4 separate regions of the Mus musculus genome follow, and all the other regions are linked to region 4. The links are chromatin contacts, called in public Hi-C, HiChIP or PLAC-seq and promoter capture Hi-C maps. All regions are on one chromosome and are shown on one strand. The core of a region is the stretch at or near the end of the contact, and the rest is flanking DNA. Distances in the headings are between cores, read along the strand shown.

Evidence for each region. Promoter capture Hi-C pulls out the DNA fragments that hold promoters and counts their contacts. Hi-C and Micro-C count contacts between places; a contact is called where the count stands out from the background. HiChIP or PLAC-seq counts read pairs in DNA pulled down with a chosen protein or histone mark.
Region 1: an H3K4me3 HiChIP or PLAC-seq map of embryonic stem cells shows a contact between it and region 4, with 5 times the contacts expected there. The contact joins the enhancer-like site here to the promoter of Sema4c in region 4. A contact is called at or near these places in 6 of 39 promoter capture datasets (embryonic stem cells, hippocampal neurons, liver and 2 more), 3 of 115 datasets of contacts at active chromatin or transcription factors (embryonic stem cells and stem cell-derived neural progenitor cells) and 2 of 9 other capture datasets (adipose tissue and embryonic stem cells).
Region 2: a contact with region 4 is called in a promoter capture Hi-C map of embryonic stem cells, with 3 times the contacts expected there. The contact joins the promoter of Mgat4a here to the promoter of Sema4c in region 4. A contact is called at or near these places in 4 of 39 promoter capture datasets (embryonic stem cells, hippocampal neurons, liver and 1 more), 2 of 484 Hi-C or Micro-C datasets (B cells and embryonic stem cells), 2 of 115 datasets of contacts at active chromatin or transcription factors (astrocytes and pancreatic cancer cells) and 2 of 9 other capture datasets (adipose tissue and liver).
Region 3: a Hi-C map of bone marrow-derived macrophages shows a contact between it and region 4, with 11 read pairs. The contact joins the enhancer-like site here to the promoter of Sema4c in region 4. A contact is called at or near these places in 1 of 39 promoter capture datasets (liver) and 1 of 484 Hi-C or Micro-C datasets (bone marrow-derived macrophages).

What each region holds. Positions count from the first base shown.
Region 1 is chr1:37,408,373-37,411,997 of GRCm38.p6, forward strand. It overlaps Inpp4a (inositol polyphosphate-4-phosphatase, type I), which reads left to right. Exons shown (of 26, transcript NM_030266.4): 26 at 1-2,368. Among named protein-coding and RNA genes, the nearest start is that of Coa5, 20 kb to the right of the region's middle. Within about 2 kb of position 1,464, at least 12 of the 459 cell types and tissues checked have an H3K27ac peak or open chromatin away from gene starts, as enhancers often do. A contact at or near this core is called in embryonic stem cells, where this site is marked.
Region 2 is chr1:37,538,805-37,542,955 of GRCm38.p6, forward strand. It overlaps Mgat4a (mannoside acetylglucosaminyltransferase 4, isoenzyme A), which reads right to left and starts at 2,212. Exons shown (of 16, transcript NM_173870.3): 1 at 2,161-2,212.
Region 3 is chr1:37,342,362-37,346,259 of GRCm38.p6, forward strand. The region is part of intron 1 of Inpp4a (inositol polyphosphate-4-phosphatase, type I); the gene reads left to right. Among named protein-coding and RNA genes, the nearest start is that of 4930439A04Rik, 10 kb to the left of the region's middle. Within about 2 kb of position 2,365, at least 25 of the 459 cell types and tissues checked have an H3K27ac peak or open chromatin away from gene starts, as enhancers often do. A contact at or near this core is called in bone marrow-derived macrophages, where this site is marked.
Region 4 is chr1:36,555,978-36,559,685 of GRCm38.p6, forward strand. It overlaps Sema4c (sema domain, immunoglobulin domain (Ig), transmembrane domain (TM) and short cytoplasmic domain, (semaphorin) 4C), which reads right to left and starts at 2,404. Exons shown (of 15, transcript NM_001126047.3): 1 at 2,039-2,404; 2 at 1-100. The coding sequence starts at 63.

The DNA of each region.
Region 1 (3,625 bases), core at 214-2,713, 850 kb after region 4:
ACACGTCACTGAAGAGTGTATGGAGCATGATTTTGTGCTGGAATCTGTAGGGTCACATGTGGGTCAATAGCGTGGATAGTAATGGCTGCTCTCAACACCAGCTTTCAGCTGTCACTGTACCGTTAATGTCATAGTTCCTAGATGCCAGCTAGGTCTGCTAAAACTCCAGCAGACTTTTCAAATATCCACTTAGCCCTGCTCACCCCGTTTATTTTTCTATTCAGTAACTCACAGGTGAGCATTGACTTAAACTCTGCTTTAAAAAGGACTGAATATAAAACAGGAAGTACCTACCCCCTTACACTTCAGGTCCTTGGTAGAACAGTAGATGTTAACTCAGCTTGGGGGAAAAGAACCTCCAAGCTATGAGAGAGGCTGGTTCTAGTGGCCCTCAAAGGCCGCCAGGTTCTGTGAAACCCAAAGTAGAAAGAAAGCTTGGTTGGTCATATCAGGAGCTCACACACCTGGGGCCACACTGTTCCTGCCCCTTACAAGTCATAGATGAGTGTTTGCTTGAGATGTAAAGCCAGCTGTGAGGTCCCTGGACGCTGCTTCCCACCCCACCTCCACCCCTGTATGCTCCATGTATATTTAGCTCTACCCCACAGGGTGTATCTCCCTTTGTTCTCTGGCAATCAGGACCTTCAATGTGGCTTGTCATGGGTCTGGGAGACAACTCTCCAGATGGAGATTTAGAGCCGGAGAGACAGTCGAAACTTAGATATTTTCAGAATAAATGTGCTTCTGGGAACTTTCTAATAATCTTCCAGAGGCTGTATATTATGTTTGAATGTCTAGAGAAAGGGTCTTAGTTTCTGGTTTGCAATGATGGTTAAGTCTCCCTTCTGTTTCACAGCTATTGAGAAACAGTTAAACCTGTCCCCTACCTTGAGAGTCTAAGAGGAGATTATGGGACAGGAAATGAGGGATTTCATACACTTTAGTCTGTTCATCTTTTACAAGGTGATGATGAGTCTTATCTGCACGTGGCAGATTCTTTTCCTTAGAGATTTATGTTTTATAGGTTCTGTTCATCGTAATTCTGTTTATATGTTATTTAAAAGGCTGTAAAAAAGAAGTGTATCTGGACTGTATTCATGACACTGATACTAATGGTCTGTGACCACCATGGGATTCTTAGAGAAGTCTAGCTAGTTTTTTCTTGTTTTGTTTTTTTGTTTTTTTTGTTTTTGTTTTGTTTTGGTTTTTTGTTTTTTGTTTTTTTTTTTTTTTTTTTTTTTTTTTTTGGCTCCTTTTAGAAACAGGTAACAGCTTGGATCTGGGACATTTGAGGCTTAAGCAGGACCAGTCTTGGCAAGAGTCAGGGAGGGTGCAGGCATCCCTCTCCATAAGTGCAGACAGCCTCCTGTCTCCCCTGCCTGCTGGGAGGAAGATGTGCTCTGCTAAGGGGTGGTGTGGCTCACTGCCCCACCCTCTAGGCAGGGCTGTGGAAGGTGAGAGCCAGGAAGCTCTCTTCCCCTAACCCTCCTCCCAGGCCTGCTCTGCTGGTATCAGATTGGCCTGAAGCCCCAGGCCTGATCAAAGATGGCTGAGTCTCAGTGTGGCTGGTTGAGCCTTTTAACTCTTGGTTGGTTCATTTACTCTTAGTCTTTTGTTTTTTGTTTGTTTGGTTTTGCTCATTTTGACATCACTGCCTTTTAGAAATATTTCTTCAGGTTTTAGAATTAAATGTTTCCCACGTTCTCCAGCTTTCCTTTCTGTCCAAAGGGCATTTGACCTGTCCACACTTACAAAGGGAACGGGCGGGGCTGACGCATCCGTAGGCTTCTGGATGGGAACTCTTTTCGCCGTTTCTGTTTTATAATATGAATCACTGTAAAACTCTAAGACTTGGCTAATCACAGAAAAGATTGTGGCTTCAGTGTTTTCTCTGAAGGCTTTGTGACTGGTTTCCAGAGCCTCACACATGCCTGGAAGGGTCATCTCGCACAGCGTGGGCTCAGCAAGCTCCTGGGCTGCGCACAGGGGCCAAGCTGTTCCCTGCAGGAGGAAAAGAGTTTTCCAGACGGCCCGTCCTGCTTCTATCCCCATTTAAAGGAACGTGCAGTCTCCGGTCAGCTGGGAATGCCGTGCGGATCCTGTCAGAGCTCCTGCAGCTCAGCTGCCTTTACTGTCCTTTAAAGATGTAAAGATGTTGTACAGAACTGTTTCCTCTCCCGACACTTGGATTTGCCCAGCTTAGTGCATTTAAATACTTTTATTTATTTATTTGTTTGGGACAGTATTAATATATATGAACATATAGTCACTGTTTTATATATTCTTAGCTTATTCAAAGCCATGTATGCTGTAAATGTGCTTGTCTTTAGAATGATAAATAATAAAACTGACAAGAACATTAAACTGAGTCTCACTTGATTCAGTCTCCTACACTGCAAGGATGTCCTCCAGCCAGCGCCAGACTGGTAGTCATGCCTGGGCTTGGGGGCCAGGGCTCAGAAGCCTGCAAGTGGGGGTCAGGAGAGATTACAGTCTTTTTAAACATGTTTTTAGCAAGTTTGAATTAAGGTGTATGGTTAAGAATGGGGACATCATCAACTGGGGGACAGAGGTGGGAGTACAGGAGTCAGCTCCCAGTGGCTGGCTCATTCTAAACTTGCTCTTAAGGATCCCAAGAGGGAGAAATAGCTTCTTATAGGTGCCTGAAGCTATCTTTATACATTTTTAATGCTATTTATTTATTGTGGTATATGATAATATTTATGCATTTTAATACTATTTATCTATTTGTATGCGGGTGTGGGATATGTAGTGTGTGAGTGTGCATGTATGTGTATGTATGGAGTATGTGAGGTGGTTTATGTATATGAGTGTATGCATATGTGTGTGTGTGTGTGTGTGTGTGTGTGTGTGTGTGTGTGTATGAGTGTGTGTGTTTCTGGTGTCCCCATACACTCATGTCAGAGTTAGAGGTCAGCTCCTAAGAGTCAGTTCTCTTCTCCTCCCACGGGGAGTCTTGGTGAGCTCAGATGGTCAGGTGTGTCAGCAACTGGCGTTCCCATCGAGCCACCTGTCAGTTGTCACTTAAATACACCCTCTCCTTAAAGGCCCGTGTGACCCGGTATGTTAAGATCAGGAAGGAAGATAGTCAAGTATGCTACGTTTTCTAAGGGGAAATGGAAAGCTTGGGAGTTCATTCCCACGGGCGCTGAGCAGATGAGAGATAGATACGGAAGCTTCTGTTTATGGACACTACACTGCCCGGGGCATCCTTGGATGCAAATGGACCTGACCAGGACGGCCACCCATGGGGGTCAGCAGCAGCACAGTCAGCCCTGGTCAGTCATGCTGTCCTTTCAGGGCCTAATGGCTGACTCTGGGTAGGAGAGCACACTTATGCACGCTCTGGATTGCAAGGGCCCCTCTTCTTCCATGGCCTAGGAAGGCTTTTCTAACAGTAACCATATTGCTGTCACCACTCAAGTGAGGATACTGGTCCCTGAGGAGTAGCATAAGAATACTGATGTCCTCATTCCCCAAACCTCACCTGTGCACGCATACTCTGAATCTCATATGGGCCTAACAGCAGTCTTTGTGATAATTACCTGGAGCCTAGAAGACCGGTGTCTGTCGCCAGTCTGTGACTCCTCTGTATTACTTTAGA
Region 2 (4,151 bases), core at 962-3,461, 980 kb after region 4:
GTCTGCTCTTCCAGAAGGCCTGAGTTCAATTCCCAGCAACCACATGGCGGCTCACAACCATCTGTAATGAGATCTGATGCCCTCTTCTGGCCTGTAGGGATACATGCAAGCAGAGTGCTATATACATAATAAATATATAAATCTTTAAAAAAAAAAGTTTTTATTAAGCTAAGTGGTGGTGGCCCATGCCATTAATGCAAGCACTTGGGAGGCAAAGACAGACAGATATCTATGAGTTCGAGGCCAGTCTGGTCTACAGAGCAAGTTCCAGGACAGCCAAGGCTACACAGAGAAATCCTGTTTCAAGAAACAACAACAAAGAGAGAGAGAGAGAGAGAGAGAGAGAGAGAGAGAGAGAGAGAGAGAGAAGTTGTTTTATTACATACAAATGAAGCCTATATAAAAGTATAAATGCTATAGATTAGCCATCCATAATACCCCAGAAGCATATGGAGTATTAAATACTGGGCCTAAGAAGTTAGCAAACCCCATTTTAGGGAAGATACGGTTAGGGAATTCTACTAATAAGTTCTGACATCTCAAAAGGAGGAGGAGTGTTACACTCCACCGGAATGCAGCTATTCATTTTACACCAGGGTTTTCCAAACTAAGCTTCATCGTGAAGCACACGTGAATGAAATCTCCAGAGAGGAGGAAACAGAACACACCTCGTACCCTTAAACCACCCCAGGCAGCTTGAGGCTGGCTCGTTAGACACAGGTGACCTACATTTGTGTCCGAGGCCACATATGTGAATACTTATCTACCGCCCTTACCTTAAGACTGTCCTGGCTATATTAATTGATAACAACCAAGTCTTTGAACAAAAAAATGACTACGTAACTAGCCATTCCTCCATCCTCCAAAAGAGGCTTCAACTCTAAACCGCAGAATGAGGAATATGTTTTGTTAATAGATTTAACAATCTTGCATCTGGGTTTGTTTTTTTTTTTTAATTAAGTTTTTAAAGTGTTCTCTGAAATATCCCATATGTTCCACGGCTAAGAACACTTTGGTTAACATTTGGTAGAGTCCTTCATCAGCATCCCACAGACAAAACAGAGGTGCCTGAAAGAACAAGAGGCACGATTCATGACACCCCGGATCAATGAACACCATGACGTAAGCCTGCACAACTTTATAAACCGCAATTATGAAAAACTCATGCCCTTTCCACTTAGAGAACATAAATATTTCTTTTATACAGCTTACATAATTTCATTGTCTAGTATGTGTTATGATTTACACTCAGGGGTTAATGGAACCTATGTCACCATAACCTGTTAGTAAAACTATTCTTTAAGCATTTGGAAGAGAAAGGAGCCTGAACCACAGAGCGCGTGTTACATGATTCTAAATTTAGATTTTTACATTCAAGTGAATAACCATGTCATTCTTTTATCTTTTACTAAATAATTTGTCGGCAGCAAAAAGCACAACAGCAAAATAGATGGCAGGCTCGAAGAAGATAACATACCATCTACAGCTATTTCCGAATTCTAAATGTAAGCCGTGAACCCGCTCCTGAGATCACAACGCTTAGAGAAATAAAAGCGGGCGCGGGAAGCGTACCACTGCCACCACTTAACGCCAAGCCTTCCAGACATCACCTGTCACACCTGGAGGGGTCCGAGACCCCACCTGAGGTCGGGGAGGGGATCCCACTCGCCGCTTCCATGGGATGGAGGAAACCCAGGCCTGGGAGGAATCCGGGCTCGCTCCCCCCGTACCTCCCGGAACATCTTAGTTCCCCGCAGGCAAGCGGCCCCCGCCCTACCTGCCCCGCGGCGGCGCCACCTCCAGCCCCCCAGCCCCCCAGCCCTCCAACCCTCCAGCCTTCCAACCCTCCAGTCGCGGGATCCTGCCCGCAACTCTTGGTCTCGGTGCACGCGCACACAGCACTGCACTTTCCCGGTGCTCCGGGACCGCCCGAGGCTCCAGGCCAACCACCGGGAAGGAGCGCAGCACCGAGGGGCTGCGGCTGCGGCGAGGCGCGGAGGGCGGCCGGCCCGCGCCCCGCTCCCGGTTCCGAGGCCCGGTGCGCGCGCGATCGGACGGCGGCCTCGGGACGCCCCGCCTCAGCCACCAGCAGGTGGGTGTTCCGCGGACCCCGCCGTACTCCTCCTGGCCGCCCCCTGCCCGGCGCCCCGCGCTCCTCACCTGCCGCGGGCCAGGGCGCTTCTGCCGCGGCCGCCGGCGTCGCTGCTGGAGCCGCCTCCGCCGCCGCGGGCCGCGCGCCCCGCCCTCGCCAGGGACAGCCCCTGCCCAGCCCCCGCCCCAGTTCCCGCCAGCCATTGGCCGCCACTTCCCTAAGCGCCCCGCCGCCGCTGCCAGTGGCCGGCCAGCCTGTCACTCAACGGCGCAATAGAGCAGCCTATATATTTCTCCCCAGCCCCTTTTTGCATCGGTGTTGCGGCCGGGGCTGGAGCGCAGCCGCCACATCTGGCTTGTACCCTCCGGCCTGAGCGCATGCAACCTCGGGAGGCAACAAAGGCCCCAGTGAGCCCACGGAATACAACCTGGTCACCATGGCCTTTCCTCCTAGCTCTGGGTCCCATCTTCTGGCGGTCCAGGCGCGGTGACAGGTCCTGGCTCTAATCCAACCATAGCTTCCAAGGCCCGCTGTTCCAAGCATTACACTGCCAGCATCAGTGAGGAGCATCGTTATCCTCCAGCTTCCAGGAGGAGGCAGAGACGCAGGGAGGACCATTTGGAGCAACTAGAAGCAACAAATATGACTAGGGTTTAAAGGCACACCACTCAGTGCTAATGTCCCCGATTTTTCTACTATGCAGTGTTAGTCTTCCCTTCTCTCTTGAGCACGTGTCAGATGACCATTTCTTAAAGTTTAAAACTGGTTTCAGATCGAAATGGATGGACATCTATAGAAAACGTGAGTGGCCTGCCCCTGTGCACGTTATCTGTTAGCTATCAAGCCTGGCATATATTAAGATCTTTAATTGCTTCTTACCATAATCCCGGCAAATCTTTAATTGCTTATCATATATGTTAATCCCCATTTCTCACAGATGAGCTTAAAAGGTTAAAGAGTTTACCTGTGGTTACAGAGCTAATAAGATAAGAGATGTGTCTGTCCTCCCTGTTACCATAATCCTCCCAACAACACTGCAAAGACATACAAGAAATCAAAAAACTAGGAAACAGCCTTGTTCCTGGCAAACACCAAGGCAATAAATATCTGGATCAGAAGACGACAGTAATTCAAAAATAGAAAACTCTAGTATACAACATCGGAATGAGGGGTTTTTGTTTTTGGGGGGGACGTTTTTTTTTTGTCTCAAAATTAAGTGTTTAATAATTAGCTATTATATTTATAGGTTTCTCAGCTCTCCTGTGGTGAGATTTCTCTCCGTTGTTCCTAAGCTGTTTTCAAAATCCCAAAAGAGGCTCACAGTCTTCTTCCCCCAGCTCTGCACCAGCCGGGGTATGGGAGAAGCATGATAAACCCAGTGGCAGCTTTGCTTTCTACTTTGGGGGGAAATAGAGCTAAATTCCCTGTATAACTGTGCCTAAAACATTGACAGTTAGCAACCCAGCACTAGACTTCAAGATGGACACAAGCACTATAGATGGAACCCCTACCAGACACAGCGTCTGAAACACGGTTGGGGTGAATTGCTAATTCTCCTGTCAGCATAGACACACCAGGCCTTGCTACCTTTCTACTGTTCTGAGTGTCAGATCAGTTCACAGCTTCAAGCAGAGGAAGAAAATACTCGACAGGAGAGAAACAGCCCTTGAGCTATGTTAGGGTCAGCTAAAAGACTGAGCAACACAGACAGTCATTTTTCCGATATCCCAATGTTATACAGAGAGAAACTAGAGAATTTCATGGATACAAATAGTTATTTAGGCAACTAACCGCGATTAAACCCAATTCTCCTTAATTCAGAGACTTCTGCTTCTCTGTTTCCATTTTCACCTTTAGCAACCCACCAGCTATCGGATGACTGAATGAATCTTAAAAAGACCTATTTCCGCTTTCTCTATTTTTTCCCCCCTGGTAAAGGAAGGGAATGAGAGTGTTCACAGACATTTTCTAAGCAAAGATCAAGGTCAGATGAGAGGAGAAAAAGGAAAAGATACGATGTGGGTACGGACTGGAGTGGTACCTTCAGGAAGAGTACATA
Region 3 (3,898 bases), core at 1,115-3,614, 790 kb after region 4:
TCTGATGAATTCAAAACTCCAGGATTTATAGCTTAAAAGGCAAATGGTTGGAGGCTTTCTTATGACTTACTAATTAATCCCTGCCCTGCCCATGTAGGGTGCAGAGGCTATAACCCCACAGACTTAATGTCAGAAACTCTTTTTTTTTTTAAAGTTAATAAGCCTTATTTTAAAGCAGTTTTGGGTCATACGAGAGTTGATTGGAGAGTAAAGCTCCCTTGACCCACTCCACGCATAGCTGTCTGGTCGTGCTGCTCGAGGAGGAGGCTGCGGCGGAGCAGTGTGCTTCTCCGATCTGCTGATGGCCTTCTGTGTTCAGAGGGGGCAGGTGTCAGGCTTTCTTATGCTTCTGTAGCCTGGCACCCAGCCTGGCAGACCTGTGGGCTCAGTGCAGTCACAGATGATGCGGCCAGAATTTTAGGGCAATACTCCTGGTACTCAGGTATCCCAGTCAACTAGGGTCAGCCACCTGTCCCAGTGTGACAGGTAAGTAGTGGTAAGGGCAGAAAGTCAGTTCAGGGAGAAACAGAGAGGTTTAATGACTCCAAGTGTGTCTACAGGAGATGGGTGAAGGCTTTGTCTTCTGTAGACAGGAGAGGGTCGGGATTTGTGTAGCTGACAGAGTATATAACTGTGGTCGGGTTACAGTCAGATCAGTCCATGATCCTAGTCCAGTTCTGTGAGGAGTTCTGGAGCAGTTGTTGACATTGGGGGACTAGCTGTCATTGTCAGTTGACTGGACTTCGAATCACATCCTTCTCAGTGTGTCTGAGGGTGTTAATGGGAGTGTTAACTGAAGGGAGAAGCCGTTTGAATCCTTGTTTGACTCTTTTTCAGGCCTAGGATCATTCAGTGTAGATTCACTTGTGCTGTGAAGCTCTCAGAAATTCTCACAGTACTTTAAGTTTTTTCTTAGATTTAATTATCTTTCCTACAGATATACATGTACACATACACACATATGTGTGTATATGTGTATATACATATTTATACATATATGTGTACACACACACACACACACACACACAGAGACGCTTGGGGACCATATTGGTCAGAAGAGATAACACATATGCTGGAACTGGAGCTACAGATGGCTGTGAGCTACCATATAGGTGCTGGGTACTGAACTTGGGTCCTTTACAAAAATAAGTGCTTTTAATTCCGCTATCTCTGCAGCCCCACACTTGCTTTCTTATCTGAGATTCTACAGACTCTGAAGAAGGGGATATCTTTTCCACTGTGTGACTGTGAACATGGCTCCAAGGTTAAGCTTTCCATAGTCAGACGCTTGGGATGTACTTAAGTAGTTAGTTATAATAGTTAGTTATAATAGTTCGATGGTTGTGCTAAGGACTTAGTTGCAATAGTTCATGTAGTAGGTTTAAGATTAAAAAATAAAGAAAAGTGCTGAACAGTGGTGGTGCATGCCTTTGATTTCAGCAGAGGCAGGTGGATCTCTGAGTTTGAGGCTAGCCTGGTCTACACAGGGTTTCCAGCACAGCCAGGGATACACAGAGAAACCCTGATTGAAAAAAAAAAAAAACAAATAAACAAACATAAAAAGAAATAAAGGAAGAGCCAGGCAAGGTGGTGCAAACGTTTAATTACAGCACTGAGGAGGCAGAGACAGGGGCATGCCTATGAGTTCAAGACCATCCAGGATCACACAGATCAAAAACAAACAAATAAAATACAAATTGACAGCCCTGAAAACATACATAAAAATAACATTTTACAAACTGAACAGGGTTTGTTTATATATTTAGAGGGGCGTGTGTAACAACAATTACAGAAAAAGATAGAGTTGAAAGAGAACAAGTTGAGGGATACACCGGAGAGTTTGTGAGGAAGGAGAAAGGATGTAATTATAATCTCAAAATTAAGACCCACAGTTCAAGGTCAGGCTTGGCTCAGGATGCAGCAGCATCCACAGCACCTGTGTGAGATGGTAGCAGGGACATCAGCGTCCTTCCTGCCTTAGCCTTGCTGGTTGCACAGAGTGACTGGGACAAGTCTCCTCTATTTTGTGAACATGGATGTCCTCATAGCAACAGGAAGCAGTGACTTCCCCGCTGTGGGCAGGCTTTGCTGTGGACACAGGACAAAACCCAGGAAATGTGGTTGCTTTCATTTGGCCACCTCCATCGATGCAGCGTACATACCCAGGTAAGGAGGTGATATTTAGGGATGAGGAAGCCATGTCTGGTAGGGTAGCCTAAATTGCCTAGAGTTTGTGATGAGACCAGATAGCTAAATAAAACCCTCAACCATACCAAGAGCTGAGAAGTCCTGACATTGTGTTCTGTGTGTCGACCATGTGACCATTATTTTTCTTGCCTCATGTTTGTGGTTTAGCCATGCCCTACACAGTTGCTGTGCAGCAATGTCAAGAGTGTTTGACGACACTTTTAGGATCTTTTGTTCAGTGCAGGGTGTCTGTCTTCAGACTTCACTTTCTATACCCTCACACTGTGCTCTAGAATAATGTGTCTCACACCTGCTCACTTGGGTGTGTGTTTGCCTGTAGGACCCTAGTCCTCTTGAACCCCAGGCTTGGGGCAGAGGTAGTCAATACTTGTGCTCTTCTATAGCCTGAATTCTCCAGGTGAGAGAATATTTCACCCGATGGAGGCCCAGTCCTCCTCTCCACTGCCAGTGTCCTACCAAGGAGTCAGGGCTCAGATGGGCTGGTAAGGGGAGGCTCAAAGGACCTGGAGGATATACCTGCTGCATGCTGATTTCCTCAGTTTCTTTTTTCTACAGGTTTCTTCCAGCTGGACATGAAAGTAGTTGTTAAAAGTGAATCTTGGGGGCTGGAGAGATGGCTCAGTGGCTAAGAGCTCTTGCTGCTCTCACAGAGGACCCAGGTTCAGTTCCCAGAACCCATATCAGGTTGCTCACATCTGCCTATAATTCCAGTTTTAGGAGATCTGACACTTCTGGCTTCTGTAGGCAGGCAGGCAGGCAGGCAGGCAGGCAGGCAGACAGGCAGACAGACACACACACACACACACACACACACACACACACACACACACACACACGTGAATCTTGATGGTACATTTTCCCCAATCCCTTTACCACCCAGCTGCTATCCATTTTTAAAATGTAGAAGCAGACATAGATTTTAAACAGCGTTCACGGTCACTGCTGGTGGTGACAGCTAATCTCCATTACTTTGTGGGAGCTTTTAGTTTCTTTGCTGTTGCCATTTCAGAGCTCAGCTGCAGATTGTGGAGAAAGGGGTGATGGTAAAGGTCCTCATGACACCTTTCCTCTTACTGGCCAGTTTGCAAGCAGTGCACAACCGCCATGCGGATCTTTCTGGAACAAGCTGTAGCAAAAGGAAGACAGTGGCAGCCACGGTGTTGAGTGGCTCCACAGCTGTACCACTTAGGAGGAGGTCAGAGACCCAGCAGGTGGTGAAGGATGCCTCCCCTACCTCCTCCAGAAAGACATGGCACACTGCCTTTAAAGCCTCCGATGTCTTTAGTTCCTGTTGCTGTTGGGTTTTATTTATACAGGAACTAAAGACATTGGAGTGCATCTCTAAGGGCTTGTGAGCATGGGCTGTTACCTCTAGTTGTGCTGATGCCAAACCTGTCTGTGGGGTCCCTGGAGACCCCTGGGATGCCCTGCCTGTGTTGCTTGGTGGGCACCATCTTGACCCATCCATACCTGTCCTGAACAGGGCAGTTTCCTACAAGGTGTGTCCCAAGCAAGCAAAGGTTTGTGCTCAAAAGCCTGTCCAGTGAGAGAGCTTCAAGAGTGCCAGTACTTTGCAGATTTGTTTAAAGAATTAAGATCCTAAGAGGTTCCTCATTGCCTCTGAGTTGACCCTTTCTGGCTTCCCAGCCCTGCCTTCTCTGTCCCTTAGAATGCTGTACATTCCTGTTGC
Region 4 (3,708 bases), core at 1,154-3,653:
AGCCCCGATGCCCAGGCCCCACAGCCCTGCTGCCAGCAGCCAGACAGCCCAGTGTGGGGCCATGGCAGACACCCAGGGTCTAAACTTCAGTCCAGCAGCCCTGCTGAAGGAAAAGAAACTGGTCAGCATCACAGACCGGAAGGGGGCCCGCACCAAGAGACAAGCAACACAGGACGCACACTGGAACAAACCTCCCCCAGAGCCTTTACATCTCCTCCTGATCCTGCAACTGGCCTCTGCCCACAAGAGCCCTGGGGGTCTCCCAGAAGAGCAAGGAGAGGAACTTAGTCAGCAAGCACTAGGCGTGGGCAGTCATCAAAAGCCGCCTGTGGCCTCCAGGCCATCCCTACTCCCTCCCTTCAACAGGGAGTTGTGTGGAAAAAAATAAAAGAGGGACTCCCCCTCATTGGCTCCTTCTGGCCTTAAAGGTTTCAGAGTTTCTTACAATAACCATAAAAAACAGGGCTTGCTACCAGTGGGACCCAGGCCAGCCCCAAGACCTAATTCGGGGAGATATACCCCTTATTCAGCAGCCGCAGGCAGCCGGTTGGGCAAAGAGCTTCAGTGGGGGACTTGGTGAAGCAGGCAGCGTGTAGAGTTCCCGGCCCCAGCCCGTCCCCTCCCCCAGCGCAGACAATAGCCGGGCAGAGCCCAAACCCGGTTCCACATCAGCAGGGCTGGAGTAGGAGTGGGGCCGGGAACCAAATGGGCCCAGCTTCCGAGGCCCCTTTGTTGCCCAAGAGGGAGGCAGGAAGTGGGTGGGATGGGCGTGGAAATGACCAGGACCAGTCCTGTTTCTCCAACAGCCTTCTACAAGACACTGACCCTCCCGCAGAGAGGCGACCGGGCCACGAGTCAGTTCCAGGCTTCTGTCTGGGAATCTCCTCGCCTCCGCGAGAGCGGGATCGTGGAGGGAAGTGAAATGGGTTGGGGAGGCCGAAGCGGGGTTCTCCTGGACAACAGGGGATGCCCACAAATGATCGTCAAGGGCTGCGTCCCCTCCTCCCCGGCTCTGACGAACGTTCTTAACTCCGGGATTGCACCTCGGGGACCATGCACTAGGCAGTAGGCAAACGGAACGGATCTCCACTAATCTAGACGCTAGGGGCTGGGAACAGAGATGCAGAATCTGAGGATTGCACCCCAAAACAAAGGTTCCTAGCCAAGACCCGGTCTCGGTCTCCCTACTGTGGACTCTCCCCTCCCCCAGCTCCGGGGATTTGAATGCAAACAAAGCGGCAGCGCTGGGAGCGTGGCAAAGCCGGGCTTGCGGACGCCCCCTGTCGGCCAAGAACCTCCGCGCGGGAAGGGCGGGGGGCTGGGGCTGCCTTCCCCGGAGCAGTCCCCCCTGACACACCCTCAGTTTCCTCTCTGCCAATTACCCTAGGCTGGGGTCAAAACCCGGTGGTGCGCTCCGAGAATCTGCAGGCGTAGCGGTGACCCAACCCCCAAGCTCTTCCCGAAGCAAGGGACACGGACAGCCAAGGGGATGGAGGGGTGCAGGACCAGGATTTGCACCCCACACTTGCACACCCGGTCGTGGATTGCGGCGCTCCAGAGAGGGACCGGGCGGCGGAGCTTTGGCTAGGGGGCTGGTTCTCAGTGCCAGCCCGCCTCCGGAGCAGAACGGGAGGGCGGGGGGCCGCGCTAGGGAAATCCGATCCCACAACATCGGCCACGGTCCAAGCCCGCCCCTAACTTTCCGTCGAGGTGGGGGGAACCCGAGCAGTTCGCGAGCCTGGCAAAGATTCGGACCGCGCGCTGGACAGCCCAAGGGTCCCCCACTGCCCCTAGCGCTGTCCGTACCCCCAGGCTCCCGCTGCTCCGGCCAGTGGAGCTGCAGGCACTGCTTGCCTTGATGCCGATCGCCACTGGGCAGCCCGCGGCGGACTCAAGAGGGACCCGGATCGGACAGCTGTCTTTGCTGTCGCCCCGCCCTGCACCCCTAGACGCTGTCCTCTAGCGCGCGCGCTAGCCCCTACCCAAGCAAGGGGACAAAGCAGCGGCCCCGGGGCCCCACCGCTCCGGCCTCACTCACCTCTTTCGTGCAGCTCCAATCCCTGGGCGCTGCCCTCGCGTTTGACTCCGGCCACCGTCCTCCCCTGCCCCCGCGCCGCTCCAGACTGCGCCCGCCCGCCAGCACGCTAAGGCTGTCCCGTGCCACCGCCCCTCGGTCTCAGCACGGCTCTCGGCGCCCCTGAGCTCGGATTCGGCGCTCCACCGCGCCGGGCGCCGGTTCTTTCTCCGCTGCAGCCGCCGCCACCGCCGCTCTCCGCCCCCAACCCCTTGACGTCAGGCAGAGGGTGTCGAGTGGTGGCCGGGGGCGGGACGCGAAGGCCCGCCCAGGAGGGGGCTGCGACCCGCTGCCTTGCTTACCCGGCACTGAGGCTTGGGGACCCTTTACGACTCTTGCAGCTCGTGAGTCAAGGTCTGCGCCACAGCGGCCGGAGGCGGGGAGGGGGCGGGGTGGGGGGCGGGGAGGGACTCCAGGCGTTGCCACCGGGAACTGCACGAACTGCACTCACCTGGTGAAGTGTGCCTTCAAGTCCTGAGGCGGGATGGGCTCTCTGGAAGGGTTGAGGGGCTTCCCCACGCTCCAGTTACGGGAACGAAAACTGGCAAACCATTTTGGGACTTGTACCCGAAGGGGGTGGCGTAGCAAGAGAAGAAACTGAAGGTTCTCTCAGGTGCTAACCACAGTGGTCAGTCTTTTGACTCCAAAGTTGTCCTCCTTTCTGGCCCTAACCCTTGGACTGGAAGGAGCAGCTCACAGGCAGAGGAGACCCCAAGACTGCAGGCAGCTCCTAGTTTCCAGGCTCCAGCAGAGCCTACCCCCGGGAAATGACTCTTGGTGTGGCTTGGAAGGCTGATTAACTAGAGGCACGAGCGCGCCACGGTTCAGATGAAAGAGGCTGGAGGGAGCCACGCAGCGAACCACCACCACCTTCAGAACTGCCAGCCTCCGCCCACAGGCGCTCCTAGAAGTAACTTGTAGCTGTGGCCTCCTGGACGGTGCTGGCTGGCAAATCCTTCCAGCCAGCTGGTCCTCCAGTGGGCAGGTGGACTGAGAAACCTCGGGGAAACTGCCCCAGCGGTACCTGGAGACCACCCCTAACCAGAATCAAAGGACAGGGACGAAGGGAAGGAGGCCTGGAGGTTTCTGTGGTAACTTTGAGCCCCAGGGGGCAGTCCCGGAGGGGAAAAAACACTTCAGACCCCATAAGTAAAATCTGGAGTATAAATCAGTCCGACAGCAGCTTTTGTTCTGGGCTAAAACGTGGCACCTGAGAAGTGAAGAGCAGAAGAGCAATGGGAGTAATCGAGAATGGCAGCCCAGTTTGGTTTCAGTAACAATTGGGTCTTTACTGGGACACAGAAGGGCCCCTTCTCCCTCGCTGGCCAGAGCCACGTTTCCCAGCTCCTTTCCATTAGGAAACAAAGCTGTGACCTCAGAGATAGGAGGCAGGCCAGCTATTGCCAGGGGTGGGCAGGGAGGGTGTCCTATGGAAGCTGGCCAGGGAGGGAGCCATGCACACTCCTCTTGACCAGGCTCCTGTTCATCTACTAAGGGCAAGCCCCACTCCAAGCTCAGGATTCGCTAAAAGCTAAGACTCCTCAGCTCCAGGAGGCTGAAACAGGACTTCCAAGCCAGCTACTGTTTCTCTCACTGAATAAGAGATTAAGCAAGATACAAACAAACAAACAAAA